Regions from separate parts of the Sus scrofa genome. Here region 2 is linked to region 1. Evidence: chromatin contacts called from public Hi-C data. All regions are on one chromosome and are shown on one strand. Each heading gives the region's core, a stretch centred on a gene start, on an enhancer-like site or on the middle of the called end of the contact. The rest is flanking DNA. Distances are from core to core; before and after follow the strand shown.

Region 1 (5,923 bases), core at 2,255-4,754:
TTGGAAAGATCTAATAAAGGAGCAAGGGCACTTTATGCAGAAATGATTTCTCCTCTATTGGAATGAGCCAAGTCAGACTAGAGATCTTGCAGTTAAGTGTCAAGCATTCTTATTCTGAAATAAGTTATGGACTAAGTAAGTTCCCACTCAGCTATAATGCTCTAACACAAGCAAGTGGCATTTGTGCCAGAATTTGGTCCCCCAAATTTATGGCTGAAATAAAACCCTCTTTGCCTGGAATTTGAATTCCTTAGCGTCACCTACACCAGGTTAATAATTAAAGGTTCCTCATACTGTTTTACGTTTGTTTGTTTCACCTGTATGCAGGATTCTGGTTTCAGAAAATCCTCCCAGTGGTATTATTTAATCGAGTGTCAAAGAAAGGTGTATATATTCCACCAACTGAAGGGCAAGCCTCTACTAGTCCAGGAAGAAAAAAGTGGGAGGCTGCAAAAGCCACAGAAACTAACCCTACCCAAAGCCAAAACAGAGGAAAGGACTACAACAAAGTTAATCTTTGTATTTCTTCTTACACCTTATCCAAGCATCTAGCACTGTGCCCTTAGGGCCCCACAGCCATTTGGTGGTTAATTGATCTTCCAGTCCCAGGGTGGGGGTGGAGTGAGAGGCCGATAATTTTTAAGTGTAAAATGAAAATCAGAATAGTACAAAAGGGAAGGAAAGGGAGAAAAGAGAGTAAACTAAAAAAGAAAGCTGGTTTTGTTTTGTTTTGTTTTTTTGGCCAGGGCTGCTACTCTTGCCACGAAAGGAAGTTGCCACCTCAGTCCCTTGGGTAATGAGTAGTAAGGACCTGACCAGTTGTCTTTTATTGACTGTCCTACTGAATACCCTAGGAGAGGTCGACACGATTTGTTTGACTTTATTCCCATCCTGATTCTTCTCCAGGTGTTACCTGTGCACCTGCTCTAACACCAGGACTTCAGGCCTTCCTGAGACTTGCTCTGTCGCTCCTGTTTTCCGCCGAGGGTAAGCATTCCACCTTCTTTTTTTCTCCTTCTTCAAATTTCAGCACAAAATTTTCTGGGCCTCTTTCACATCGTTCCGACTTGGATCTCTGAAATGGGAATAATAAAATGATGGTGGAAATAGTGGTAAAACTTATTAGTACTACAATTGCGGTGGCCGTTAGACATACATACTGGAAAAGCAGTTGGAAACTGCAAAAGACTATAAAATTAGACGTTGTTTTTATGGCCTTTATTTTTAAAGTGGGTTTCAGTGGTTAGAAAGAGGGGGTGCTAGGGTGCTGGTCTCTCGGAAAGATTAATGCAAGACGTTACCAAGTGTTTCAAAAGAAATCTCCACTCTACTTCGGGCGGGATGTCAGCTCACCTTGCACAAAGCCCTTTGGAGAGAAGTCTTTCGGTGTAAAAGCTGGAGGCGTGGGAAAACAAAGTATGCGAACCCAGAGCGCCTGAGGCACTGCAGGCCGCACCCCCTCCACCTCTGCGCGGCCGGCGGGCTTGCCTGGAGCGCGCTTGTACCCGCAGCCCTGGCGCCCCTTCTACCCGCCGATCTCCGTCCCGGGCGCTCGCCCGCCCGCCCCGGGACGCTAAGACTTGGGGTCCAGGAATTTTACCACTTTACATGATTTTGCAGTGGACCGAGAGCTCTAGAGCGCCTCCCGGCCGTACCAGTCACTTCGGGGCGCCCCACAGTCTTCCCCGCCGGAAAGCCAGGTTAGTGGTGGTAGAGCCAAAAAAATTCAAGCTTGTGGAAGGAACGGGCATATTTTGGGGGAACGAGATGAATTCCTTCAGTCACTTCAGAACCGCACGTCCCGCCAGGTGGCCCAGGGAGGGAAGTTCTAGAAAAATCCTCGGGCACCAATATGACGCCGGGGGTGCAAAGGCCGCAGGCAACCGGGACACCGGCTGCCTGCAGCGGAAGCGGGCGTGGGAGCCAGCGGGGCTCAGCGTCCTCACCTGTCAAGGCCGCCTCTCCGCAGGCCTCAGTTTCCGTGTGCGAGAAATGGGCCCACTACCAGCTCAGCTCCCTCACCAAGAGAAAGCGCCTGGGGTGTTCCGGTTCAACCCCGCTACAGAAACCACTCGAGAAAACAGGAGTTTCTTTCGGTTTTAGTTCAAAGAAAACAAAAAAAGACAAGAAGCGTGAACCATGCCCAGAAATGTTTGTCAGGGCTAACGGGAAGGCGGCTTTGGACGGGTAGAGGAAAAGCGAATTGGCCAGGGTCTGGGCGGTGTGTATCGGTAAATCAGCACGTGTGCACAGACGCAAAGATGCACGAGCGGTGTCAAAACCCGCGGGTGTCAGGAGGCCGAGTCGCCCACAGTTCAAGCCCCGAACTGGGAGCGGCCTTTTCTGCGGCTGCGCAATACCCGTGTCTCCCCGCTCGCGCCCCGCCCCCGAGCTCGCTCCGCCCCGCCCACTTGCCCTCCCCTTCCCCAGCCCGGCCGCCCGCGCAGAGCATTGTGGGACACAAACAAAGTGCCCCCAAACAGGCTGGAGTGAGCCGAGCGGCAACAGCGGCGGCGCCGTCCCGCACGCGCGCGGCGGCGGCTCCCTCCCAACCTCCCCCTCCCCTCCCCTCACTCCCCTTCCCCTTCCCCACCCCGACCCGCCAGGAAAACGCGAGCCGTCGCCGCGCTCCCCAAACCGCTTGCCCTCGGCCAACCGCCCCCAACGGCCGCTCGCGCGGCTCGCGGGGCCCCCTCGCTCCTCCCCTCAGGCCCTCGGCGCTCTTCCCTCCCGCCGCCTCTCGCCCCCCACCTCGCAGGCACGCCGCTGCTCGGGGCCGCCATGCCCCAGCCGCAGGCCGTCCACGGGCCTAGGCGCGGCGGCCCGAGATAGGGTCCCCTCCGCCTCCCGGGGGAGGAGAGAGGCTGCGAGCCGCGCGCTCCGCCCCCTCCCCCGGGCCGCCGCCGCCGCCGCCACCTCGCCGCCACAGCCTGGAGGGGAGGAGGAGGAGGAGCAGCAGGCCTCCGGGCCCTGGCACCGCCGCCCGCAGGTAACGAAGAGGGAAGGGGAGGGCGGGGGCCGGCCCTTTTTCGCCGCGCGCGCCCGCCGAGGGCTGCCACCGTGCGTCTCCCATCTGGGCGCTGGACGGTAAGGAACCGGGAGAACCCTATCGGGTGCTCTCAATGGTATCTAATCCTTTAGGGAGGAGACTGAACCTGGGCCCTGACGTCCAGGAGAAATTGCCCCGATCTCCCAGGGCGCCCCCAGTGTGCACGCGCGTGTGCCCAGCACCCTAACCCCGAGGAGGCGGGGTGTCAGCGTCCCACCTGGTCGTGCCGGGAGCCCGAGATCCGACTGTTCCCTCCTCTCCCCTGCTTCTTTTTCTGATAGTGGGGAAAAAAAGGGCGACACTTATTTAAAAAACAAAACAAAAAAACCCACGTTTTTTTCTTCCCTACCTGAGGATGGGTCTGCTTCTAGTCATTTTCTGCTGGCCTAGCCGGAAAAGGGTTACCTGCGAGTGACATGACGAGTTACGTTAGCACTGATGAAAGGAAACTGCATGCTTGTGAGTTGTATGATGCTTAACTAGAATTTAGGATAAAGCCCAAAAATTGTGTGCTTTATTGGAACTTATAGAAATGAAGACAAAAACTTCGTTTTTTTAAGAAAACGTATAAGTAGATTATCAGTTGGTCAGGAAGAAAGTCTCTAACTTCCACTTATTTTCTTAATGTTTTATTCGGATAGAGGCTAATACCAAAAGCAGACTTCACAATTTGATAGATACGAATGGTTTGGGTAGGTAGATTTTTTTGCCTAGAGGGTCTCAGTTGGAATTACTGGATTTTAAAAAATATTATATAAATCTTCATTATGCATTTACTTACCCCCGTCACTTCGCTTTAACTGCCAATGGACTTTTAATTTTACCTAATGTATCTTTATCGTGGAATGTGGCGATAATGAAAGGAATGTTTTCCTATAGCCCTGTATTTTAGAATGATAGCATTAAATAGGCAAACCAGGTTTACTTTTTCTGTGCTACACTACTAGGCATTTTACACATGTGATCTGATTTGATTCTTAGAACAACCTAATGACTTAGACATTATTACTTGAGTTTTATAGATGAGACAGAAACTTAAGTAATTTTAAGTAACTTTGCCTTAGGCCACACAACTAGTTAGTAATAGAAGTGAAATTTGTCCCCAGATATAATTCCATTGTAGAAATGTTTTCTACTGTGCCTCTCAGTATAGGAATACTTTTAAAAAACTTAATGTGAAAAATACCAGTCTCTCGGAAATTAAGGGAAAATGTAGTGAATACTCCAATACTTAGATTCAGTGATTAGCATTTTTGTGGTATTGACCCCCCCACCTCTCTTCCCTTTCTGTGTGTCTCTCTAACTATTTGAAAGTAAATTGCAAACACCAAGACACTCCAGTATTTCCCCAAGTGTTTCCCAAAACTATGGACATTCTACTAATCCCTACATAGCATTAACACCTTTCTAAATTAACAGTCCATATGCAAATTTCCATAGTACTCCAAGGTCGTTTTGGGAAATCCCAAGCGGTATTCAGTCAAGATTCCTGAGTTGCATTTGTTAATTACCCACTTAGTTCCTTTTTGAAAAATCCTGTGTCCTCCTCTCCTTTTTTTCCTGATACTTAATTGATGAAACCGGTTGTCTTAGAGAATTCTCCCACTTACATTAGGCTTGTCTGTTTCCTGGTGGGGTCATTTAATTTATTCCTCTCTCCCTCTGAATTTCCTGTTACTGAAAGTTAGGTCTAAAGAAACCTAACTGATTAGCTTGAGGAAAACTTTCTTTGGAAAGATTATTTTATAGATGATGCGGTGTATTTCATGTTACATCATATAGGAGGTATTTAATGTCATTGCTACACTATTACGAATACTAAATGTGGCCACTTGATCAAAGTGGTGACTATCAGATCTATTAAAGTGTGGTTTGCCTGTTTATGATTTGTATGTGATTTGGGGGTAGTACTTTGACACCAAGCAAATAATCCTGTTCCTGCCTACCTTTTGCTCAGTGATTTTGAGCAGCTGTCTTGAATCAGTTGTTTTATTGGAGATGCTCTGGCAGGGAGGTTTCCTTCAGAACTAGAGGTGAACTAAAATGCCTCCTAAAAATGCAGCTAGAGCCTGTTACGATAGATTGGGCTAATAGAGTGATGATAATTGCTAACAGTTGCTGAGCCCTTTCAAAGAGGTAGTACTGTGCTAAACATTTCATGCATTATCTCATTTAAATAACCTATTAACCATTTGTTATTGCTGCTGCTATCTCACTTGGCAAGTAAACTGATACCCAGATTTCAAACTCAGGTGTCTTCAGTGTTTCACTTAACTACTTTGCTACATCTTACAAGTAAATATAATGTGTCATAAAATTGGATATATTTTAACTCAGCATGGGTCAAATTACAGGAAGTACATGATTGATGTTGGTCCTATAGAAATTCCAGTGATTGCATGCCAAGAGCCCCATGTGCTTGTCTACTACACGTGTCCTTTTTAGTTATCAGACCTTGCTTTGGAAATTGCATTTAGATACCATTTTAATAGGCATTTAAAAAGTAGAACATCAAAAATCAAGATGGATGGGAGTTTGGATGGATGTGTAATAAAACAAATATTCTAGAATGTTCGTGGTAGAATCTGGGTATGGTTTTGGGGGCATTCTCCTGTAAAAATTCTTTAAATTTTGTTGTTTCTAAAATTTTTCATAATACACCAAAGGTTTTAAATTTTGAGTAAGTCTTCCTAACTTTGTAAAGGATAAAATTCTTGTTATTGAAAATAGTCATGTATCAAAGACTATTTTTAAAAGGGGTTTCCTTCCCTAGTTAGGGGCTCCTGATTAATTTGGCTTCTTCCAACTGTAATTTTTAATATTTTTATTTATATATATTGAATATATATATATATTTATTTCCCCCCATGGTTT
Region 2 (6,261 bases), core at 1,872-4,371, 96 kb before region 1:
ACCCCTGCAGGTGCCCCCACCTATTACTTAGGAGCCCTGACTCGTGTGCCTCCCCAGCCCCAGATTTCTCATTCATGCTATAGTCACAGTGTCTGAAATTCTGCCATCAGCTGTTTCTTTCTTTTAGTTTCCTTTCCTCGGGTCTCTTAAAATTCGAACACGCCTAGGAGTCCTTGCCATCAAATCAAAGTGTTCACGACTTGGATTCCCTTCTGTCCATGAAAGCAAGTCAGGGGAGCTCCCTAGACAACTGTAAAGAAGGGAGATACTGGGGATGAGGGGAACAAGGCCAAGACAAACTCCAGACACTATAGGACCAGTGGACCAGGATGGGTGGGGTATAGTAACATGATGACAACGATGATGGTGTGATAGAAAACAGTGGCCTTTTACATATGCCTACTGGGCACCAAACGCTGTGAACATATTTCCAAAAAGTGGACTGTGTTAATATCCAGTCCCTGGATGACCTTGAATAAGCACTTCATCTGCTCTGAGAAATCACCTTCCGGAGTTCCCATCGTGGCACAGCGGAAACGAGTCCGACTAGAAACCATGAGGTTTTGGGTTCAATCCCTGGCCTCGCTCAGTGGGTTAAAGATCTGGCGTTGCTGTGGCTGTGGTGTAGGCCTGCAACTGTAGCTGCGATTTGACCCCTAGCCTGGGAACTTCCATATTCCTCAGGCGTGGCCCTAAAAAGCAAAAAAAAAAAAAAGGAAGAGAGAAAGAATCTTCTATCCTGAAATCCCAGCTCCTTTCCTTCATCCCTTTTTTCTTCCCTCTAAAACAAGGAGAAATGGATGCAGCTTCACAAGTTAGCAAAATAAAATATATGTTTATACGTCTGCGTGTTCCTGTGTGTGTATAATCAGAAGCAGTTAATTAGACCCATTGTTTAGAGAGATTTCAGACCCTCTTGCAGCAGCTATAAAAAGTAAATGTGACGAGACTCCCATCTGGTGGTTAGAATCAATAATGAAGATGTGAAAGAGGTGAATTCTTTTCATTAATAATTAAAAGATGCATAGAAATCAAACCATCCTCAGGATTAAAGTGGTCCCAGGCCCTAGAGACACCTCAGTTTGGCCAGCTCTCCAAGGCTGCCAGATAATTTGAGTCGAGAGACACTGGTCTGATGAAGACCATAAATCAAGGTGAAGAAGGGATGGTTGGAAGGAGAGCAGCACAGGTTATGTCAAAACAAGACAAGGGCACACCACCACCTTCAACCTTCTCCAGGGACCAGGCGTAAGAAATCTAATGAACACTCACATTTTTTTGTGTGTGTAATTTTGAAAGACTGCTACCTCAGACTTCATGGCATGATAGAAATTTCTAACTTTTGAATAAGTTGCTCTGTAAAGTCTAAGAGGATGAAAACCAAGTTGAACAGTGCCACCTGCTGGTCATTTGGTAATAAAGCAAGCATGACCCAAACTGTTGTCATTCATCTTTGTGGCCCTTATAAGACTCAAAAAGTGCAAGTGACTAACTGGCCAGTTACAGCAGGAATCAGAGATTGTCATCACAGATGCATCCCACATGGGGCCTTGGGCAGTCTTATATCGGGTACCCAACAGTGAGCCCAGTGGTTGGCAGTCAGTCACTGAACGTACAAACAGTTGGAGCAAAAGGTTTTTTGCTGCTTCTCCTTGTATCAAAATCAATCAAAGTTTGGTCAACAAGCAAGTCGATGTCAATATCGGACAACAGTTTGTGCTAGATCTAGTTCTTGGTAATAGAAGTAACAGGATTGGGAGCGCGCCACTGAGACTGTCTGTAAACACAAGAACAACCAGATGAAGATAGGAAAAATAATCAGAGGAGCTAGTGGGAGTCAGGAAACTGAACTTAAAATGGCCTCAAGAATATGAATTAATGATTTTCCATATACTGGGTGAAGTTCGAAAGGTTCCAAAAGGTAGAAGATTTAGGACTAAGAAAGAATTAAACAGAGAAAAATACAGAGGAATGCTTGTACGCATACCAATGCGATCACAAAACTCTGCAAAGGGAAATCAGCACAAAAGTGATGTCAAAAACCAAACCTGGACTGCTGGGAGGTTTGTGCTCACGAGAGAGAGAGGCAAGGACCAGGAAGTCCTCTCTGTTACAGGCAATGTGGGGTTCACAGCAATTAGCCAAAGTTATAGAAAATGAACATGAATTGTGGCAAAAAGGGTATTATTTTGTTTAGAATGAAAGAACTCTGTTTATATTTAAATGCCATCACAGGCTTTGGAGAAAAGCTGTTTATTCCCTTCTTTGTGATCTTTAAAGATAAAATCCTAGAGGCCCTTCCAGCTCTGTAATAGCATGATTTAATCCTTGGTTCTAAACAAAGAAACGCTAATTCAGTGTAGGACATCATCGCTAGAAAAATCTTATATTTAATTGGTAGTTTATGAAGGCGACCTTGGTTAAGAACACTGTTTCCACCGCTTATTAACTAAGTGACCCTAAGCAAGTCATCTGACCTCTCTAAACCTATTTCTGTATATGTAGGATGCCTTTTGAGAGGATTGTCATGATGGTAAAGTGAATTTATGTTTGCAAGCTGTTCGGCACAGTGCCGAGACCACAGCTAGCAGTCAAAACATGGATGCTGTTATTACAGAGGATTTAATGGAAATTAAATTTAAATGAGTCCTAGGACAACACCTGGCCCAGAGTAAGCACTCACTTTTGACAACAACAACAGCAATAAAATATGAATTGCAAATGAAATTCGAAAGCAATACTTTTTTTTTTTTTTTAATCTTCATGCAGGGGGTACCACAACATTTTAGGGAAAAGTGTTCTGCTGATTATGTGCCTTAAAGCCACTGAAACCTCTGCATTTCTGTTTCTTCTCTACAAAATTCGAGTGGAAGTGGATCAGACAGCTACTAATGTGTCTTCTGGTTGGAAGGAAATCCTAGAGAATATCAGAGCTTAGGATACATTATAAATGTATAATATATACTCTATAAAACTAGTGAGAAACTAAGAAATAACTAGTTACTAATAGTATAAGTTAATTAGAATCCTAAAATGTGCTACCTGTATTATAGGGTACTATAAACATAAAAGTCCTTTAATTACTTAAGGACTAAGTAAATAATAAATAATTGCTACATACAGAATTAAAGACAGGCACAGATATTTTAATTTTCACATTTTATACACTTTCCCCCTCATATTTAGAGCAAGAAATTATGTTAAACTTCTTACTTCACATGAATCGCAGATCTTGAGTCTAAATAATCCCACATTCCAAATTTGAGCCCCCCACCAATTAATGCTGCTTTACTGTAATTCAGAGGCCAGCAAACTGTTTCTGCAAAGGGTCAGATAGTTAATACACTTTAGGTGCACTTAATCCTGCTCTTATAGCATAAGAACAGCCGATGTGTAGGTGAATGACCGCAGTCACTTTCCAATAAAACATTATTTATGGACACTGAAATGTGAATTTCATGTCATTTTCAAGCATTGTGAAATTTTACTATTCTTTTTCATTTTTTTTTCAATCATTTTAAAAAAGCATCCTTGGCTATACAAAAACAGGCAGCGTGCAGGATTTAGCCCACAGGCCGTAGTTTGCCAAGCTCTGCTGTAATTATATATTTTGGGAAAGAACACGGTAACGTAGGAAATCCACAACTGGCGGATACCCCTCTGGGATTTTTCACTGGTTGGCCGTTGTCTTGCTGTACTGTCTTTACCGGCCATTCTCCCAAGGGCTTTCATCACAAGCCAGGGACCCCCTTCCCAGTCCCAGCATCCAGGGCAGTAGGTGGACGCACAGCTACGCTAAGTGTGACACCTTGAGGACACAGTGTGAGTGGCAGGCACCATCCTGGAGTTACCAGCAAGGCATGTATGCCTACTGGGAAGAGTGAACCCAGGAAGGCAGAGGGAGGCCAGCCACGCATAAAGAGCCCAAAGTCCGCTACGCGACCTCTCTCCAAAGGAGCTTCCAAAGAGCAGTCTTTGGGGGCATTTTATTCTATTGGAAAAAACAAGAACGACATCCAGAGCCTTCCCAGCTGAGACCTGGGGGCCCAAGACATTGAAGACTTCCCTGATTTGGTTAAGGCTCCTGCCTGCAGCCATTAATACACACCCGGGGGGAGGAGAACCAGGCACAACCCTTCCTCCCTCTCCTCTCAAATGCTCTCAAAGGAGAAAGAAGGAAAAGGTACAGACCAAATTGCTATTGAAAATCATGAGTTGTGCTCTACTCGGGGGAATGGCGAATAGGGGGCTTTGAGAAGCAAAGAAATGTTACAACAGGCCTGAAGCAAATGGGATTACTCACTGCCTGCCGGGTCAGACTCCCCCAGGGCGATTATGCTGCTGTGCTGGGATGAAGTGTTTTGCTCATTTTTGGAAAAGGATTGAAGAGGCCATTCTTTCCATTCCCCTGCCTCCAGAAGTGCTTCCCCGAAACATCTTATCTTGTAAATTATCCAGGGAAGAAGATTCGGCAGCATGCTAGGCTAGAAAGCTTATCCTTCCTTCCATCTAATTCAAAGTTTCTGAGAAAGCAGAGAGAGGGAATGCTCAGAGGGAATGTGCCAGGACTTGCCCTGGGATTCTTGAGAGTCTGTGAGGGGCTCCTCTTCAGGGGTAACAAGCCCTGAGAGTCTCATTTTCCTAATGCTCCTGCACAGATGGTAACAGAAGGGCATGGGCTAAAACGTAGCAGGGGCGACCCAGTGGCAGGCACCCCAACCCAGGCAGGGAACTGGTGACCAGCGAAGAACTTAGCAGTCCTGATCCCCAGGTATGCATGCTGACAGCTCAGAGCCTGTACTTAGAGTAGAGGACCCGCAGTCCAGCCCAGCCTTGTGGCGGTAGGACTGGGGTGCCAGGAAGTGCTCTCTTTGGTGCTCTGAGAGAGGACTGTAGAACATGCCACCCTCTCTGGGGGGGTTTCAGCTCCCTCCCATCCCAGCGGTAGGTGACACTGTGGGACGACTGGTATCCACAGCCATGGGCAGTGCAGTGAGGGGGTCATGTCCGTCCCCCCCCCAACCCCGACAGTTGAGCTCCATAGCAGTTGAGTCTTCAGGGCCAGACATGCAGCTCCTGGACCTCTGCTGCACTCCTAGCCAAGAGCTTACTTGCCCGGGGGGGTGATTCGACTTTGCTTACATCTCCCCTCAGTAATTAACTCCCGTGCCAGGCTCTGCCCCCCTGCGCCCACCAAGCAGTAACCCAGTCCTTGTTGCCTTAACCAGGACTTAGCCAACCAGGTTGGATACTGTTTGCCCCCATCTCAAGCTTGGGGTGAAATGGGGTTTTTAGCCGAAGAGCATGGTTTTAGTAAGACCTTTCCCACCTCCATCTTTTGCTTTACAATGAAAAGCTCTGGAACCTTCTCTGAAGACTTCTGCACAGTCAGGTCCCCGGAGTGACACCGTCACTGGGGCCAATGCAGGGGCCTCTTCCATGGCCTCACAGGAGGTAGTGGTTGGGGTCTCCCAAGCATGCTGCCTAAAGGGCCTGTCCAGCATTGGAGGAGTTAATGTGGGAGTGCGTAAAGCAAAGGGGAAAAAAGTTGGAGTTGACACTTGGGAGGGGGGGAGAGAGCGAGTCCCGCTGACTTCTGATTGGTTTTACATTTCATCCAAAATTTTTTTCCTCTCCTCTCTCGCTCCCTCTTTTCAGTTTCTCTCTCTGATCCCAGGGGAGGGGAAACGGGAATAGTGAGAGATCAAAAATAAACCTCTTATGTCAAAGCCGGGAAGGAAGTATAAATACGAAGGGCTCGGCAGCCCACTCGGTGCTTCCCGGGGTGGGGAGGAGGCAGGCGCGGAGGACGCGCACGCGGCTCGGACGCCAGTTGCTCGCGCTCTGCTGGGCGGGAGGGCGCGGGAGCAGCGGCAGCGGCAGTGCCAGCCCGAGGGGCCGTTCGGGGACCGCTGCCGCCAGGCACCCACAGGCCACGCGGCCGGCCGGACGCCCGAGCTCCTTGCGGCGGGGACCGCAGGTCGGCTGCCCGCACCTGCCCGCGCCGGGCCCGCTTCTTCCGTCTCCCGCGCCGCAGCCGCAGCCCCCATGCCCCGCGCCGCCCCCGGGTGGCCGCCGCTCCTGCTGCTGCTGCTGCTGCTGCTGCTGTTATTAGTGTTGCTGCTGCCGCCGCTCGCCCTCGGCGCTCCAACCCGGCCCGGCGAGGGGGAGCCGGCCTCGGCGCTGGTGGTGCCCACGCGGTTGCCGGGCGGCGCCGGCGAGCTTGCGCTCCACCTGTCCGCCTTCGGCCGCGGCTTCGTG

Evidence for each region. A called contact is a pair of places that touch in the nucleus more often than the background predicts.
Region 2: a contact with region 1 is called in a Hi-C map of embryonic fibroblasts, with 4 times the contacts expected there. The contact joins the promoter of ADAMTS8 here to the promoter of LOC102165987 in region 1. A contact is called at or near these places in 1 of 5 promoter capture datasets (liver) and 2 of 47 Hi-C or Micro-C datasets (embryonic fibroblasts and epiblast stem cells).

The regions. Positions count from the first base shown.
Region 1 is chr9:57,014,362-57,020,284 of Sscrofa11.1, reverse strand. LOC102165987 (proline-rich protein 18-like) reads right to left here and starts at 3,504. Exons shown (of 3, transcript XM_021063955.1): 1 at 3,478-3,504; 2 at 2,752-3,080; 3 at 37-1,075. The coding sequence starts at 3,504. The coding sequence ends at 1,027. ZBTB44 (zinc finger and BTB domain-containing protein 44) reads left to right here and starts at 1,482. Exons shown (of 6, transcript XM_003130080.5): 1 at 1,482-1,700.
Region 2 is chr9:57,109,937-57,116,197 of Sscrofa11.1, reverse strand. ADAMTS8 (A disintegrin and metalloproteinase with thrombospondin motifs 8) reads left to right here and starts at 3,121. Exons shown (of 9, transcript XM_003130083.4): 1 at 3,121-6,261. The coding sequence starts at 5,722.